Regions from separate parts of the Bombyx mori genome. Here region 2 is linked to region 1. Evidence: chromatin contacts called from public Hi-C data. All regions are on one chromosome and are shown on one strand. Each heading gives the region's core, a stretch centred on a gene start, on an enhancer-like site or on the middle of the called end of the contact. The rest is flanking DNA. Distances are from core to core; before and after follow the strand shown. Region 1 overlaps LOC101746519 (transcription factor cwo). Region 2 holds the start of LOC101746382 (signal recognition particle subunit SRP72).

What was found. Hi-C and Micro-C count contacts between places; a contact is called where the count stands out from the background.
Region 2: a Hi-C map of whole pupa shows a contact between it and region 1, with 4 times the contacts expected there. The contact joins the promoter of LOC101746382 here to the enhancer-like site in region 1.

The regions. Positions count from the first base shown.
Region 1 is chr22:15,296,315-15,304,263 of ASM3026992v2, reverse strand. LOC101746519 (transcription factor cwo) reads right to left here. Exons shown (of 10, transcript XM_021347011.3): 2 at 6,461-6,572; 3 at 6,161-6,263; 4 at 5,882-6,079; 5 at 4,103-4,264; 6 at 3,396-3,590; 7 at 1,765-1,964; 8 at 820-954; 9 at 267-357. Among protein-coding and RNA genes, the nearest start is that of LOC101737053, 27 kb to the left of the region's middle. Within about 2 kb of position 3,468, at least 1 of the 8 cell types and tissues checked has open chromatin away from gene starts, as enhancers often do.
Region 2 is chr22:15,348,167-15,356,115 of ASM3026992v2, reverse strand. It overlaps LOC101746382 (signal recognition particle subunit SRP72), which reads left to right and starts at 4,089. Exons shown (of 13, transcript XM_038018785.2): 1 at 4,089-4,460; 2 at 4,786-5,020; 3 at 5,335-5,479; 4 at 5,721-5,911; 5 at 6,366-6,503; 6 at 7,511-7,643; 7 at 7,929-7,949. The coding sequence starts at 4,358. It overlaps LOC101746241 (kinesin-like protein KIF18A), which reads right to left and starts at 4,034. Exons shown (of 10, transcript XM_012689166.4): 1 at 3,713-4,034.

The sequences.
Region 1 (7,949 bases), core at 2,219-4,718:
TATCAAGAGAGTCATTGAGTAAACAGTTACCAGCTCAATTAAAATTTTCCTATATTTCTTTAAATCCGTCATAATAATAAACTTTCACCTTAAAATAACACCCTTAAATTAGACACATATGTTGAAGAAATGTTGGTACACATCGTATAAAACTTGTTTATATTTACACAGGTACCAGTAAGATAATTATTGGAACAATGACATAGACCAGCGGTTATAATAAAAAAAAATTAGAGTATTGTTGCAATTTACGATTGAATAATTACCTAGAGCATTCAATGCGAATACCGGAACGTATTGCGTCGGAGGCGGAGGTTTCTCGTAATGGTGATGATGTGGCGAATCACTAGACGTGTCCTGAATTAAACAGAGATATCGTTAAACTTAATTACAACACAGTCGATTAGTTTTACAGGACCATTTGTTAGTGAATCTACCGGAAAACATTATATGACATATCAAGACTCAGTAGGGTAGCGTCTCGTGATGTTGACAGACGGTGAGCAGTGCCTTGGCTCTGCCCCTGGCATTGCTGAAGTCCATGGGCGACGGTAACCACTCACCATCAGGTGGGCCGTACGCTCGTCTGCCTAAAAGGGCAATAAAAAAAGACACAAAGTGCCTGCAGACACACTAGCGTCTATTGACTCCGGTAGCTCCCCAAGATCAAGATTAAGTTCCTCTTTTCTCACCCGGTAGTACTTAAGTCTTCAGACATACTCTATCTCGTTCTCTCTCAGGCATATATGTATATGTCTGTCTCTTTTTAGTGTCGCGGAATATGTTTTCGGTTACAAAACTAAATCCCGTTTGGTTTACCTGCGGCGATGTGTCCCGGGCTTCTTCGGTGGAGCCGGACGCGGATGTGGAGGTGGAGGGCGCGGGCTTGGCGGCGCGACGGCGCTTGTGTGAGTACACGCGGCCGTGACCGATGCGCACCGCTTGCTCAGCTGCCTGTAACGCAATAATAGACTCTCGGTACAATAGCAATAAATGTGGTTTTAGTGTGCGCACCGGTCGACCTCGATAAGGATATGAGGCTCTGTTTTTGACTGCTCTGCGGTACACCGGTGGTGTCTTATAAAATAAAAGAGTGAACTGTAATACGACAGGTGTAATATTTGGGAGAGTAAAAATCAAGATTTTTGAAGTCGTCGTGGCCTAAAGGATAAGACGTCCGGTGCATTTGTATCTAGCGATGCACCGGTGTTCGAATCCCGCAGGCGGGTACCAATTGTTCTGATGAAATACGTACTTAACAAAATATGTTCACGATCGACTTCCACGGTGAAGGATTAACATCGTGTAATAAAAATCTTAATTTATTATTGAATTACACTTTTATTATTAAATGCCAACAACGGCTCCCCACCGTTCAAACCGAAACGCATTACTGCTTCACGGCAGAAATAGGTAGCATAGTGGTACCTACCCGTGCGGACTCACGAGTAGTCCTACCCCACCAGTAATCACAAGAGGTCCTACCACCAGTAGTCACAAGAAGTCCTACCACCAGTGAATATAAAGTATCTCGCTATTACCATTACCTACATTTACTAAGCTTGATGAAGTACCCGCTTTTAACGTGACAACCGTCACACGCCCCCACAACACACGAGGTGCATCGCTAGATACGAATGCACCGGACTTCTTATCCTTTAGGTCACGACAACTTCAATAATAAACTAAAAATAATTTTCTTCTCTCTGTTAGTCAATCAATCAATCATGTATTTTTTAATGAAAATTAGGAATTAAGTCTCACCTCATCCTGCGATCTCGAAAATCGCCTTTCAATAGAATTCTTGAATTTGTATGAGTGTAGATAGTCTTCTGTGTGTTCCGGCTTCCTGATAGCCCGTAGTGTGGGCTCGCACTTGCGGCGGGGGTCCGCAGTCACCAGCTCCGCGTCCCGACCCTCCCGGGCTGCCTCACCCTCGGCACCAGACACTTGATTCACTGGAACTGAGACCAACATTCCACTTAATACACGACGGTTATCTGGAGTGGTGATTATATCGAAGTCTTTGTCAAGATTATTGTTGTGGCCGCACCGAATTGCCGAGAGCGCCATCTATTGCCTCGAGTAGATGAACGAAATCTAATCGTGGAAGAGCTCTAAGAAATTCGTATTGGGAAGTTCGAGAATGTTCTACTCTATTCCGTGCGGGCCGTAAAAACGCGAACAAGCCTATGCTCTGTATTTCATTCTCACAAAACGTGTTTTAGTGTAAATACAATTTTTATAGCCGGATTTAAACATTGATTGATGATAAAATTTTGTGTACTCTCTGTCTGCATGAAGTTGCAACGCTTGTAACTACTTCATTTTTGAAGAGGATTTTATATTGTATTCGTCGATCGAATGTATAAAATTTACGTTAAGTAAACTTTTTTAATAACAAAATCTAAATCATATCATATGTAGTGTTGTGTGTTTCTTCTTAGAAGTAGAAGCAATCACAGTTACGACTTTTAAAGCACTAAATGGCGCCAAAATTATACGAAGAGTGAAATTACAACCATAGAGCCACAGAGTGTTCTCTATTTGAATTTGAATAAAAAAAAATATATTCAGCTTTCTTAACTATGTAACCAGCCGGTAAGGCTCAGATCTAATGTATAACGTTCATCTATTTATGTTTTAGCAAATTGCGTATATCAACACATATACTGCTGGGAACGCGAGGAGTGAAGTTGTGTGATTTGTTTTATTTTGTCTATTTAGTGTTTCTTCAAGCTTAAATGTGTAATAACGGTGGTTTATTAACTGTTTAATATCTATGAAAGTGCACAAATTTGAGAAAATGAAACAAAGCGGCTGGACGTAACTTCTCGGGATCCTCCAAAAAGTCCACTGAAAAAATCTCAGTAAATGACCACCATTTTACTGAGGTTTTTTTTTATTGCCTAGATGTGTGGACGAGCTCACAGCCCACCTGGTGTTAAGTGGATACTGAAACCCATATACATCTACGACGTAAATGCGCCACACACCTTAAGATATAAGTTCTAAGGTCTCAGTATAGTTACAACGGCTGCCCCACCCTTCTAACCGAAACGCATTACTGCTTCACCGCAGAAATAGGTAGGGCGGTGGTACCCACCCGTGCGGACTAACAAGAGGTCCTACCACCAGTAATTACGCAAATTATAATTTTGCGGGTTTGATTTTTATTACACGATGTTATTCCTTCACCGTGGAAGGCAATCGTGAACATTTGATAAGTACGTATTCCATTAGAAAAATAGGTACCCGCCAGCGGGATTCGAACACCGGTGCATCGCTAAATCCTTATCCTTTGGGCCACGACGACTTCAAAAGTACATAAGACCTGATGTAGAATTTGTTAGTTGTTTTATAACGTGGTAATACTGGCAGTGGATTGACAGTACCTCTATCGCAGTCCATAGAGTAAGGTCCCGGAGGTCGTTCGTCGTAGGGCTCCTGGGTAAAGGTGGGCGGCGCTGGCGGCGGCGCGCTGGCTATAACCTTCACCGCGTACCCGTGGGAGCTGCTGGATGAGCTGGCTGTCTCCGAGGACGAGCCCCCGGGATGTGACCGGCTCTTCTCTCGATGCACCGGTTCGCCTGTTTTAACAAGTTTTTACAATAAATCGATTGAATACAGTAATAATAATAGCTAGTGGTCCCGCAGTAGCCGAACTTCAACTATTATTAATTGAAATCATAAGTTTGAATATTATTATGGTTTTATGGTCAAAGACTACTATGTACTATATTTCTATAGTTACTATACTGAACTATACTTGAGACCTTAGAACTTATATCTCAAGATGGGTGGCGCATTTACGTTGTGGATGTCTACGGGCTCCAGTAACCACTTAGGTGGGCTGTGAGCTCGTCCACCCATCTAAGCAATAAAAAAAACCTTTTTCTTCCTGATCGTAGCTTAGTTTAGATCGAAGATATCACTGTCAATCTGATATTTGGTGTGTGATTTGTTTTATTTTGTCTATTTAGTTTTTCTTCAGATCTAAATGTGTAATAACGGTGGTTTATTAACTGTTTAGTAATAATAATAATAAAAACGTCTCTTACTATTAAGACCATTTTACCTATTGAGAAGAAAAAAATGATACCTTTAGTAATGGCTTCGCAATGCCTCTGCAGATGCGACGTCATGGACACGGAAAGTCCGTCTCCCGGTCCGTAGCCCTGGACTTCGACGAGGAACCTCACGGCTTCAGCCACGGCCTCCTGGTAACCAGCCCTGTACTCCTCGCCGGACGTCCGTTCAGCAGCTAAAACACAACCCACGCGAAGATGGAGCATCTTCTAGTGGGGACTTGCAATAACATTAGCATCCTTCAGTTGCAACCCTTACGATTCGGTCGATTTGTAAACTTTCAACGGACGATTTTTGCAGCACGAGTCAGTGTAGGAAAGGACTGATGAAGGTATTGAGGCAAATGATAAGCGTTTTGATGTTTTTGCAATGAATCTAACCAGTAGAGTTTTGTATAATAGTTCCGGTCAAGTTTTTAATGGTACAATGGATTGATAAAACTGTTCTATACCTATTGGATGGTGCGTTATAAAACGCATAGAAGGAATTCACTGCCAGCGCCAATGTATATATACACATAAAAGTTTACAAACACACGAAAGAAACGATTTAGGGTACTTTAAAATTCTAAGATAATGTAGGTATAAATTTGTATTTAGGAGAAAATCCAATTCAGTGATTACAATTCACTTTTATTTCCAACATTAATCTGAAAATGTTTAAAGTTTCTGAAGAAAACGATGTCATTGTAGTCCTTTGATATTCCTGCCTAGCGAGAGGTATTAGGGGAATTTGCCAATTTACAGCAAAATCGATGCAATGAACTGTCATTTTCAGACAAATTAGTAGGTATTTATTTGAAAATTTACGGGCCCTAATTCAAATTTACAAACAAAATATTTACTGCTTGGTCGATGATTAGAGGGAGCATAAAAGATCGTATGGTGGGGGGAGTTTTTTATAATAGAAATTGTTCGAAATAATTGTCAAAGTTCACAGAGTTTAAAGTTTTATTTCTTTGAAGCTAACGATAAATCAAGGGATTGTCTTAATTAAAATAATCAAAATTAGTAGCCTAATTCAAAGAAAATCAGCCAATTAAAATAAAAAAATGCATCACAATAGATACTAGTTGTAATTTATTTCAATATTAATTTTATATACATAAAAAGTAAGCAATATATCGTGCTTTTTTATAATCGGTGATAAATCACACGCGGTCATTTCATCTCACTCTATACTACTGGACAGACCGACAGGAATCAAACAGTCTCATCATCATTATCATCAGCCCACAGACGTCCACTGCTGGATATAAGCCCTCTCTAAGGTTGGGCACAACGACCAGACATTTTAAATAAATACCTGCACATCGTCGTTGTCAAACCAAAATCTGCTATGTGCACTTTTGAGATTTTTACTTTTTGACCTTATCGTATAGTTAGTTCACAGCCCTATCTATTGTATAAAAAAACCTTTATGTGTCTATAGCTTTAATATTTATCTATAGCTTTCATTTGATATAGTTCTTAAAAGTTCAGCTTCATATAAAATTTTATACGAAAATGTTTTTACTCGTTAATTCAAAATAGAGTTTTTGCACATAACAGATTTTGGTTTGACAGCGACGATATATATATATTAAGCAGCCAAACAAAAAGCAATCAAACTTGTTCTTCAACTGAACGTTCGTCTGACGTGGGAACTAACTGCCAGGAGGGCGCTATTTACTGCCCTTAAGTAAGACCAAGCATAAATCTTTAAGTCGATGAAGATTCGTCATAATCGAATTAATTACTCTGTAAACTTCGGCAACAATTTCGAACTACGAAACGATTCTCGCTGTACAAACCATTGACCCGCTCTTGCAGGTACTTGAGGTGCCTGATCGCCATCTCTATGATCTCGGTCTTCTCGACGCGACCGCGGCCCTTCTTCAGGTACTCCGGAGGAATGAGCCTCGACAGGTCCGCAAGGCAGTTGTTCATCCGATCGCGGCGTCTCTTCTCAATGATCCGGTGCGACATCGGATCTTGCTGTGGGCGAACAGCTAATATTAATCGTAGAATACTTGAAAGCTTTGACCGTCTTCGCTTTCGGTTACAAGCCCTGACAGGCCGCTCCATAGTACCTGGCAATCGGTTCGGCCACAAAGCGTCTATCTCCCGCTTTAGAGCAGCGAAGTGGAGTATGCTCTGCATCGCTTCGGGATTCGAATTGACCCGAGTCCCAAACTAAAACGTGTTTTCTTTCAATTTATTGTTTTTGTATATATATATAAAATGGGACAATTTACGGTAGCAACAATAACAAATATTGGCTCTTTAGAGGCCTTAATGCTTTTGTGTTTATAGGTATTTGTTAATGTTAAAGTTACAGCCGTGTGTAATGAGATAAAACGGGCATATTCAGTGTGACTTGCCCTTGAGACCTTCCCCTTCTTGAGGTAGGAGCCGGGCGGGTACTCGGCTTCGTCCTCGGAGGGCGCCGCGAAGCTGAGCTGCTCTCCCGACACACGACCGAAACCATCGTTTGAGTTGTAACTGAAAAAAAATATGTTTCTTTTTGAAATATTTGCATCGATTTTGCACGAGTTTTAGACAATTTAAAAATATACTTTTACTATAAATAGTAAAAAAAAAAGAATTAGCTTATAGAATAGAGATAGATAGAATCGATAGAGAGAGATAGAATAATGATTTATTGTCATTGTCATTGTTATTGTCATTACGAGTATATTAATTCCGACATTTCGAATATTAAAAAAGTTTTTTGTTTGTTTGTTCTAAAAAAAATATGCATGGTAGTTCAAATTTTATTCCCTTATCAACGAATAATAAATAACTTAGTCTCATCCCTGACGAGGAGAAATGAAAAATATTCAAAGCGTCTACTAATGACAATAAAAAAGACGAGAGATTAAACCTTAAATGACAAATTTTCATTTTGATTTTTTTCTTTATTAGCGAAAGATGCGACTTAGTATTTATGTATGAGCCAAATTCGAGCGGTAGTAAAGAACCATTTTATTGCTGCACAGGGATGAACCGGCTTACGATCCACCTGGCGAGTGATTTCAAAGCGAGTGCCCCCCCCACCAATCTTGAGATGTAAATTCGAAGAGGATTGTGTATTACAACGGCTGTGCGAACATTAAAACCGGAAGACGCTGATACTTCGCGACTCAGTTGCATGTTTAGTCATATCTATTAGGATTTCTTGTACAAAACACAGATAAATCTGAATTCTTCCCCACAGACACAAGTATTCCAAATGAACCGATAATTAATTGTAAGATTAAAGCGACAACCCTACGTCTTAACCCTGATTGATATTATATTGATTCACAATTACATATTTTGGAATTGGTTTTAATTTATACAGGGTTATGATAAAACAAAACTTATTATATTGCAAAATGTTCATTAGTTTCCATAGATTGGTGGATTATTTTTTGTTAATTAACATTTGTTAAAGTCAGTGAAGGTTGACGAACGGCCTCATTACGGCACTACCTGGCTATGCCAGTGCCAACATTGACCTTACCTTTCCTACAATTTTTTTGCCTACCTAAACTGTCGCCGAGAACTAAAGTCAATAAATACAAATTAAAGGCTATAGTAGAAGCTGACGGCACTCAATTCACCGCTGAGTTAGCAGCAGCTTACAACGTTAGCGTCAAAACAATAACGGTCAAGGTGTTTAGCAACATGCTAACTTTACTTTACTTTTACTGATGGTAGGACCTCTTGTGAGTCCGCGCGGGTAGGTACCACCGCCTTACCTATTTCTGCCGTGAAGCAGTAATGCGTTTCGGTTTGAAGGGTGGGGCAGCCGTTGTAACTATACTGAGATCTTAGAACTTATATCTAAAGGTGGGTGGCGCATTTACGTTGTAGATGTCCATGGGCTCCAATAAC
Region 2 (7,949 bases), core at 2,840-5,339, 51 kb before region 1:
ACGAGCTGCGGCATTGAGAGCTGATGAAGCGAATAAGTCTCAGGAGACCGATACATTCGTAGAACTTAGGTAATTAGATCTATAAATATGCACTGTATATTTTTATATTGACAAAGATAAATTTATGTTCATTTATTCGTATATGTGTGGGTTACGTTACAATTTTGAATCTTGTCAGAAACATTTGCAACATTAAAATTAAATGAGATATAATGCTATTTATCAGTGTAATAATAATATATCACGCCAATCGCTAGTATTGATAAAAAGAATCTACGCATTATTATGTTTAAAGAGATATTTCTTGTTTTACTGAACGCCCGCCCTGAGATCCTTGAGGAAGAGGTGCCTCAGTTCTTCCATCAGAGAAAATGGACGTCCCTAGAACCTTACTCATTATTTTCGATGTATGGATCAAAGCTTATTTTTTTGGATAATATTTGTGCTTATGTTTAGAATCAAGTATTGTGTAGTTTATATTTAAGTAAGGATTTGTCTATGACTTCTGTTTGTCTGTATTCAATAACAACGTTTGAGTGGGAGGTGTTTACTTAATTTTTATATTTATTTTCCTCCTACATTAGGATTACTGTTATTGTTACAAAAATACAATATAACGTATAACCTATTGTGTACACTAAAATACGTTTTATTGTTATTAAAACATTTTTCATAAATAAAGCTATTACACGCAATTACTATAATAAAAAAAAGATATCAAAGTTAATATTATCTGAACATCGAAACATTTCCGACTTGTTACACATTTCCTTATTTCTAAACGAAAAATAATTTCCGAACCATCCGAAACTTAGTCAAAGAGGCAGCAAGCACCGACCGGTGCCGAGCAACTTTGATGAGTTCGACACACGCAGTAAGCGGGCAACGACATCGGTCGACACAATGCCAGTTTCTTTAAGTTTCGTCTTTGTTAAAAACTTTAACTTCGCTGTCGTTTATTTGGCCTTGAAGTTTTGGGCTATGTTCGACGGCTCCTTTTCATACAGAAATTTTATTTTATTATTTAGTTTCAGAGGATCTATAATGGTAGAGCTCCAACCTGATTACTTTTTTAACAGGGATGGATTACTCGTGGACCGGAGGGAGGCCTTTTCAAATTTCACGAAAAGGTGGGAAGCACGGGATCAGCCAGGAGCGGTGGAATTTGTTTGATAGAGACCTAGTAGTTCAAGTATAGCTGCTTCGCGATTGCATGTACTAGCGGATCGAAATCGCGACCCGCTGAATAGATCCGGCGAGAAACTCAGCTGACTGATGTATTTTAGGATAGGTTTCAGGTTGGAAACTTGACGAGTTCGAGAGTGACGAGTATGGTTACCCAGGTCCCTAAGCTTTCTTCTAGTGCTAGGACTGCAGGCGTCTAACGAAAATGTGAAGTAAATCGGATGAGATCCGTAAGGACGAGTATAGGGCGTCGACGGTGACTGACTTGTGCGTGAACCGAAGTCGGGAAAGGTCAACGGTGTCTCAATCGATCCCATTCTGTAGCTTGGTGGAGTGCATCGCTGACAGGTATTTTTAGTTCCTGCTCTATATGGTCCGATCATCGTTTGGGACCTCAACCCCTAGGCCTTTTCCCCTCGATTTTATCGGTCAGCACAAGGCGTTCCAAATAGCTGGTATCCCTGCGTGCAACATGACCAAAATACCGCAATATTCTTTGTACGCAGGTTTTGGATAGACGTTGAATCTTTTATATTTTTAACTGTTTGAGAATAGAGATGTTGGTGCGGCGGGCCGTCCATGGTATTCGTAGCATATGTCGCCAGCACTACATCTCAAAAGCATCGATTCTCTGCCTAACTGCGGCTTTGTATGTCCATGTCTCTGCACTGTATAGAGCAATGGAGAAGACAAGGGTGTGGACCAGTTGTATTTTAGTCCGATGGGTAATATTACGGTCTCTCCAAATTTTGCTTTTTCCTTTTTTCTTTGTCTATACTAATATTATAAAGAGGAAAGATTTGTTTGTTTGTTTCGAATAGGCTCCGAAACTACTGGACCGATTTGAAAAATTATTTTTCCATTAGAAGCCGACATTGTCCCTGATGAACATAGGCTACTTTTTAAAAAAAAAAAATTATTTTATTTTGTTGGTTTCATGTGTGTTTTAATGTTTCCGAAGCGAAGCGAGGGCGGGTCGCTAGTCTCAACATAAAAAGAAAAATAATTTGGACACAGAATAAATTCGCGTACGTATTGATGTTTCCGTTCCCTTTCCTTGCACTGTTAGATTGTGAGAAATGTGAGATAGCAATTTAAGAAAAAAAAGCTTTTTACTCATTATCGAAATATCTTTGCGCATGATGCTTAGTGTGATCGCATTGAAAATTTGTATTAATAAAGAAGAAAAACAATGAATTTGCTTATCTTGAGCCTAATTTTTGTTTTTACAGTGAACATTATAGATTTTTTTTAATTATACCTCGGACCTTCATTCAAATTATGTAGCATGCGTTAGCAATTGGACAATAATTTTCACGATGCACTTAAAATAAATTTAATCACATACTTTAATGTGTCTATTCTTAAGCCTCTTCCTAAGTCAGGCAACGAATGTACTTCGATTCAACCCAAGTAACGACACCTCAACTCTGCCGAAGCACACCACCCAAAGTAAGCCGATGTTTCACGAGTAGTTGGGGCTCACATTCATTAGGTGAACCGCTTTCGCTTCGTTGGTCGTATCCGGATGCGACATACACGTATGTCGGCGCAACATCACTGTTTAGTTATCTAAAAATGGTTAAAGTTAACTATCGGGTTGATATCCCACGAAAAGCACAGCAGTGCTCTTCATAAGGGGTCGCCCTCCGAATACCGACGAATAGGCGCGTAAACACCTCCGCCATTGGCCTCATCATCATGTACGACCAACCCATACCGTAGGCCTCGAATACTTAGGCGTCACCCTCGACAGAGGGATGACATTCCGCCCTCACTTATAGACGGTACGCGACCGAGCCGCGTTCATAGCAGGACGCCTCTATCCGATGATTTGCAACCGAAGTAAATTGTTCCTTAGAAATAAGGTGACACTCTATAAAACTTGCATACGCCTTGACCTTGAAACCCCTTCAAACCATTCAATTCCGTTTTTGCAAGATAGCCGTCGGAGCCCCGTGGTTCTTCAGGAACATCGACCTTCACGACCTTCACGACAACCTGGACCTAAAGTCCATCAGTAAGTATCTACAGTCGGCATCAATGCACTATTTTGATAAAGCGACACGATACGAGAATCCGCTCATCATTGGCGTCAGTAACTACATAGTCGATCCTGCGGGCCATATGATAAACAGTGGACGTCGCCCAAAACACGTACCCTCGGATCCTCCTAATCCACTAACGGTGCTTTTAGGTACCTCAAGCACCAGTCATCGTTCTGATCGTTCTTGTCAAACCCGTCGCTTGCGACAAAGGGCTTGGTGAGTAAATTAACCCACAGACACAGACCACTGAGTTTCTTGCCGGATCTTCTCAGTGGATCGCGTTTTCGATCCGGTGGTAGATTCTGCGAAGCTCTTTGTAGGGTTCGTGTTAACAACGTCGTCAGGTTTGAGCCTCGTGTAAAAACACAATGGAAATAGCCAGATCCATCATATATACCTAATTAAATTTTAATAACAAGGTCAACTGACCCCAAATTAAGATTCCCTGTACTGTGGAAACTAATGACTGATATACATACCCAAATTTTTCATTTCGTACGTTTTGGATTTGGTCATGATGACGGCTAGACCCCAATAACACACTTAGAAACATATATCACTAGAAATTTCTCACATTCTTTTAATTTACTTTTCGCTTTAAACCATAATAGACACCATAAAAAACTTAATTTATGTATTTTAGACCTAGACACCTCTCTACACTTTTTTGTGCGTTCATGTATTCATCTAATCTACTTTGAAGTTATCGAGGCTTGCACATCTTATTGTGTATTCAACATCGATTAAAACATAATCATTATGTAGAATAAAATAAAGTTAGCATGTACCTATGTATGTAATGGATCTCATAAAAAAAATTGAAGTGACAGATCGGCAAAGTGTCGCAACTAGGTTTCATATTACAGTCACTTTCAGTGGTCGCGGCGACTCAATGTGTTCAACATCCCATTTTGACATGTTTAATTTACACTAGTTTTAAAAGTACTAATACTTTCAACTTACATGCTCTTTAATTCAAATAACGCATACATACTAATTCTAATTAAAATGTGATTTAATGCTGACACAAATAGCTACTTAACACTCAGAAAAAACAAAACGCACCCAAATCAGAACAGGTTGACACTTCAGAAGTGACGTTTCTTTGCAGTGTTGTCAAAAAAATGTCAGCCAACAAGGAGAATAACCTTGTTCAGGCTTATCTTGAATTAAATAAATTTTGCCAGAGCAGTGACTATGAAAGAGCTTTAAAAGCTGCAGGGAAAAGTAAGTAATATTCGTTTAATAGAACATAACATCTATGCGGCTAAACTAATTAAAAACTAAGAATCAAACCTGTCCTCTCAAACCCTCCAACATCACTATTACATTATTATTGAATTACAAATTGGAAACGACTCATACTCTTTATCTGAAAGGACCAGTGCGGATTCAGGTGAATAATGTTAACTTCCAGCACATTCAATTCATATTAGTCACTATTGTAACTTCAAATTCTATAATCTTATTTCTCAAGAAAATAGCATATACACAAGATACATATAATATAAAAGAACTTTAAAACTTGATTGCACGCATTAATATGTTCCAGTACTGCAGATAGCACCAAATGAGCAGAAAGCATTTCATTGCAAAGTGGTATGCTTTCTCCAACTCCACAACTTCAAGGAGGCTCTAGCGACATTAACCAATGCCAAGAACTCAGCGTTAGCAGCAGACCTGCTCTTTGAGAAGGCATACGCTCAATACCGTCTCAATTCACCTAAAGAAGCACTACAAACTGTTGATAGTGCCCCTGAATTGACACCCGCTTTAAAGGAATTAAGGTCAATATTCAATAATCATAAACATCAATCAATAAATTTAAAATTTAACAACACATGAGATTCAAGTATTGATTTATTTCAAACTACTGTAATGATGTTATCTTGAAATTGTATGGTTCAATTAAGAAGAATTGATATTATAAATTATAACTGAATTACAATTATAATGGAATTTATAATGGACTTTTTACTAACATTCACATGAATTGTAAAGCAATAATACTATAATGTCTAAAATTGACAGACAATTTATTATAATAAGTACAATAAGTGATTGTGAAAGACACCAAACATTAAATAAATTTCAATAACAGGGCTCAAATTTTATACCGCTTAGAGCAATACCAAGACTGCTACAATTTATACCGTGATCTACTGAAGAACACCACTGATGAGTATGAAGATGAGAGGAAAGCCAACATGGCCGCTGTTGTAGCTAACTTGGCAGCACTTAATCCAGTAAGTAAGAAGTAGTTATTAAAAATAGGATGATTCTTTTGTGCTACAATGTGTCCAAAATTACAAAGCCCATTTCAGTTCTGTTTATTATTCTACAAGAAATATGTCTTGTGAAAATGTAATCCAAGCAGTTAATATGCACTATGTACCTAACCTGCCATTAGTTCTCTAGTAGAAGAAAAATTAAGTAACTTTGAAAACATACACATCACTGTTTATTATCTATAAATTTTACTTCTAGACGTCAGAGCTGCCGCAGTTTGATGAAAACACATACGAATTGGCATACAACTCGGGCAGCACTTTGGCAATGCGGGGGAAGTATAATGAAGCTTTGTCAGTCTTAAAGAGAGCCGAACAAGCCTGTTCTGAGAGTGTAATAGATGATGGAGGCACTGAGGAAGAGGCTAAAGAAGAAGCTGCCATTATAAGGTAATGTAAAAGTGATATTTGAAGTCAGTGACAATATTATACAATCACTGCTTTAGAATAGTAATGAACATCACAGTTGAACTTAACCACTTAGGTTCATAGCAGACCTTGCCAATCATGTAGGAATTTGTAAATTTTTACATCAAAATAATTATGACTGTTGCTTAATAAGAAAATAATGTCTACTCAGCATAGCCTGTTAATATGTAAACCATTGGTCTGAATATTATTGCTGAAAACCCATAGATGAAACTTGCTAAAAATTTTGGTGGGGTGAATCAAATGACTGATAAATTTCATTACTACACGTTTACTATGTAGTTTTTTTTAAATAAATATTTATGAAACTAGCATGTGGTAAGTGAATTATATTATAATGGCATAAGTTCATGCTCCATCATACATGGAAATGGTCTAAAATTTCTTAAAACTAAACATAGAATGTGCTTTCCAGGGTCCAACAAGCTTATTGTCTTCAGCAAATAAACAGGGAGAAGGAAGCGGCTACTATTTACCAGAACATTCTGAAGGACAAACCCAGCGATCAGGCATTAGTCGCGATTGCTAGCAATAATATCATTGTTATAAACAGGTATGTTGTGTACACGGCATCAGATCCAAGCACATTCATATAAGTAATACACATGGGTATACATTTAATTGTCTTAATAAATTACTGGCTTTTAATTGAATGGTTCGCCCAAAGCCAATTCATAATTGAGATATTTCAATAAAAATATCTAGTATTGTTTATAGTAATGATTAGAAGTATTTGATACATGCTGGGGCTCAGAATAAATAAAAATTCTACCGGAGTACAACTTCAAACTGTATTAGCACTTAGAACACTTAAAACACTTCAAAAACTCTTTAAAATTCTCAATTCACTTTTCCCGCTTCGGTTCAGGTGATTGTTCGCTTTTTCGTTTCGAGTAGTGCCTGACTGCGTGCCATCCCTGCAACGCTTTTATAGTCGATACGACATCCCTAAAATCGTCGAGAATATTCCTGACAAGTCGAGTACTTTCGATGTGTGTTTCCGCTATCTGACAATAGATGGCGTTGTACTCCTCGAGCGTTCTAGATGTTACTAGATTCTTCGATATTCGTTCGGCTATTCAACGATAGATGGCGTCACTCTTACTGGCGTAACATATGTACCGTATGTTCCATGGGGAGTGCTCTGAGGAGTTGTTCGAGATGATACCGGCATCTCGTTTTTACCATCGCACCGCCCGCCACCGGAGTAGAGTTCATCCATACTACCTGGAGCCACTGCGGTCATCCACAGTGCGTTTCCAGAGGTCTTTTTTGCCACGCACCATCCGGCTATGGAATGAGCTCCCCTCCATGGTGCTTCCCGAGCGCTATGACATGTCCTTCTTCAAACGAGGCTTGTGGAGAGTATTAAGCGGTAGGCAGCGGCTTGGCTCTGCCCCTGGCATTGCTGAAGTCCATGGGCGACGGTAACCACTCACCATCAGGTGGGCCGTATGCTCGTCTGCCTACAAGGGCAATAAAATAAATAAAAAAATATTAAAACACAAATAATTGAATCGATGGTGTATTGTTTATTCATGTTTTGTTTTTTCCTTTTAGGGACACGAACGTGTTCGATTCTCGTAAACGCATGAAGGCGGCCACTGCGGATGGACTAGAACACAAACTAAACTCCCGTCAACGAGCTGTCATCACTTATAATCAAGCCATACTCTCTATTTACTCTAATCAAGTAAGCTCTTCCCCTTTTTTATGTATGGCAATTGGCTTCTTGCCGGTACCATTGTTGCCAGTATTGTGTTTATAGAAATTTTCAGTTATTATGACCTTTTTTTTGTGCATATCTCCGATCACGCCTAAACTGTGAGTAGATTTGTTGAATGTTCCATGTAAAAGAGGCTCGTCAGCAGGAAATGCTTCATCTATCACCAACTCAGAATTTGTCAGAATCTTTTTTCAGTCTTTTTATTTATTTCGGATGCTTCATAAATTGACAAACCCTCATAATTTTCAACAGCCGGACTTCTGCAAGCAGTGC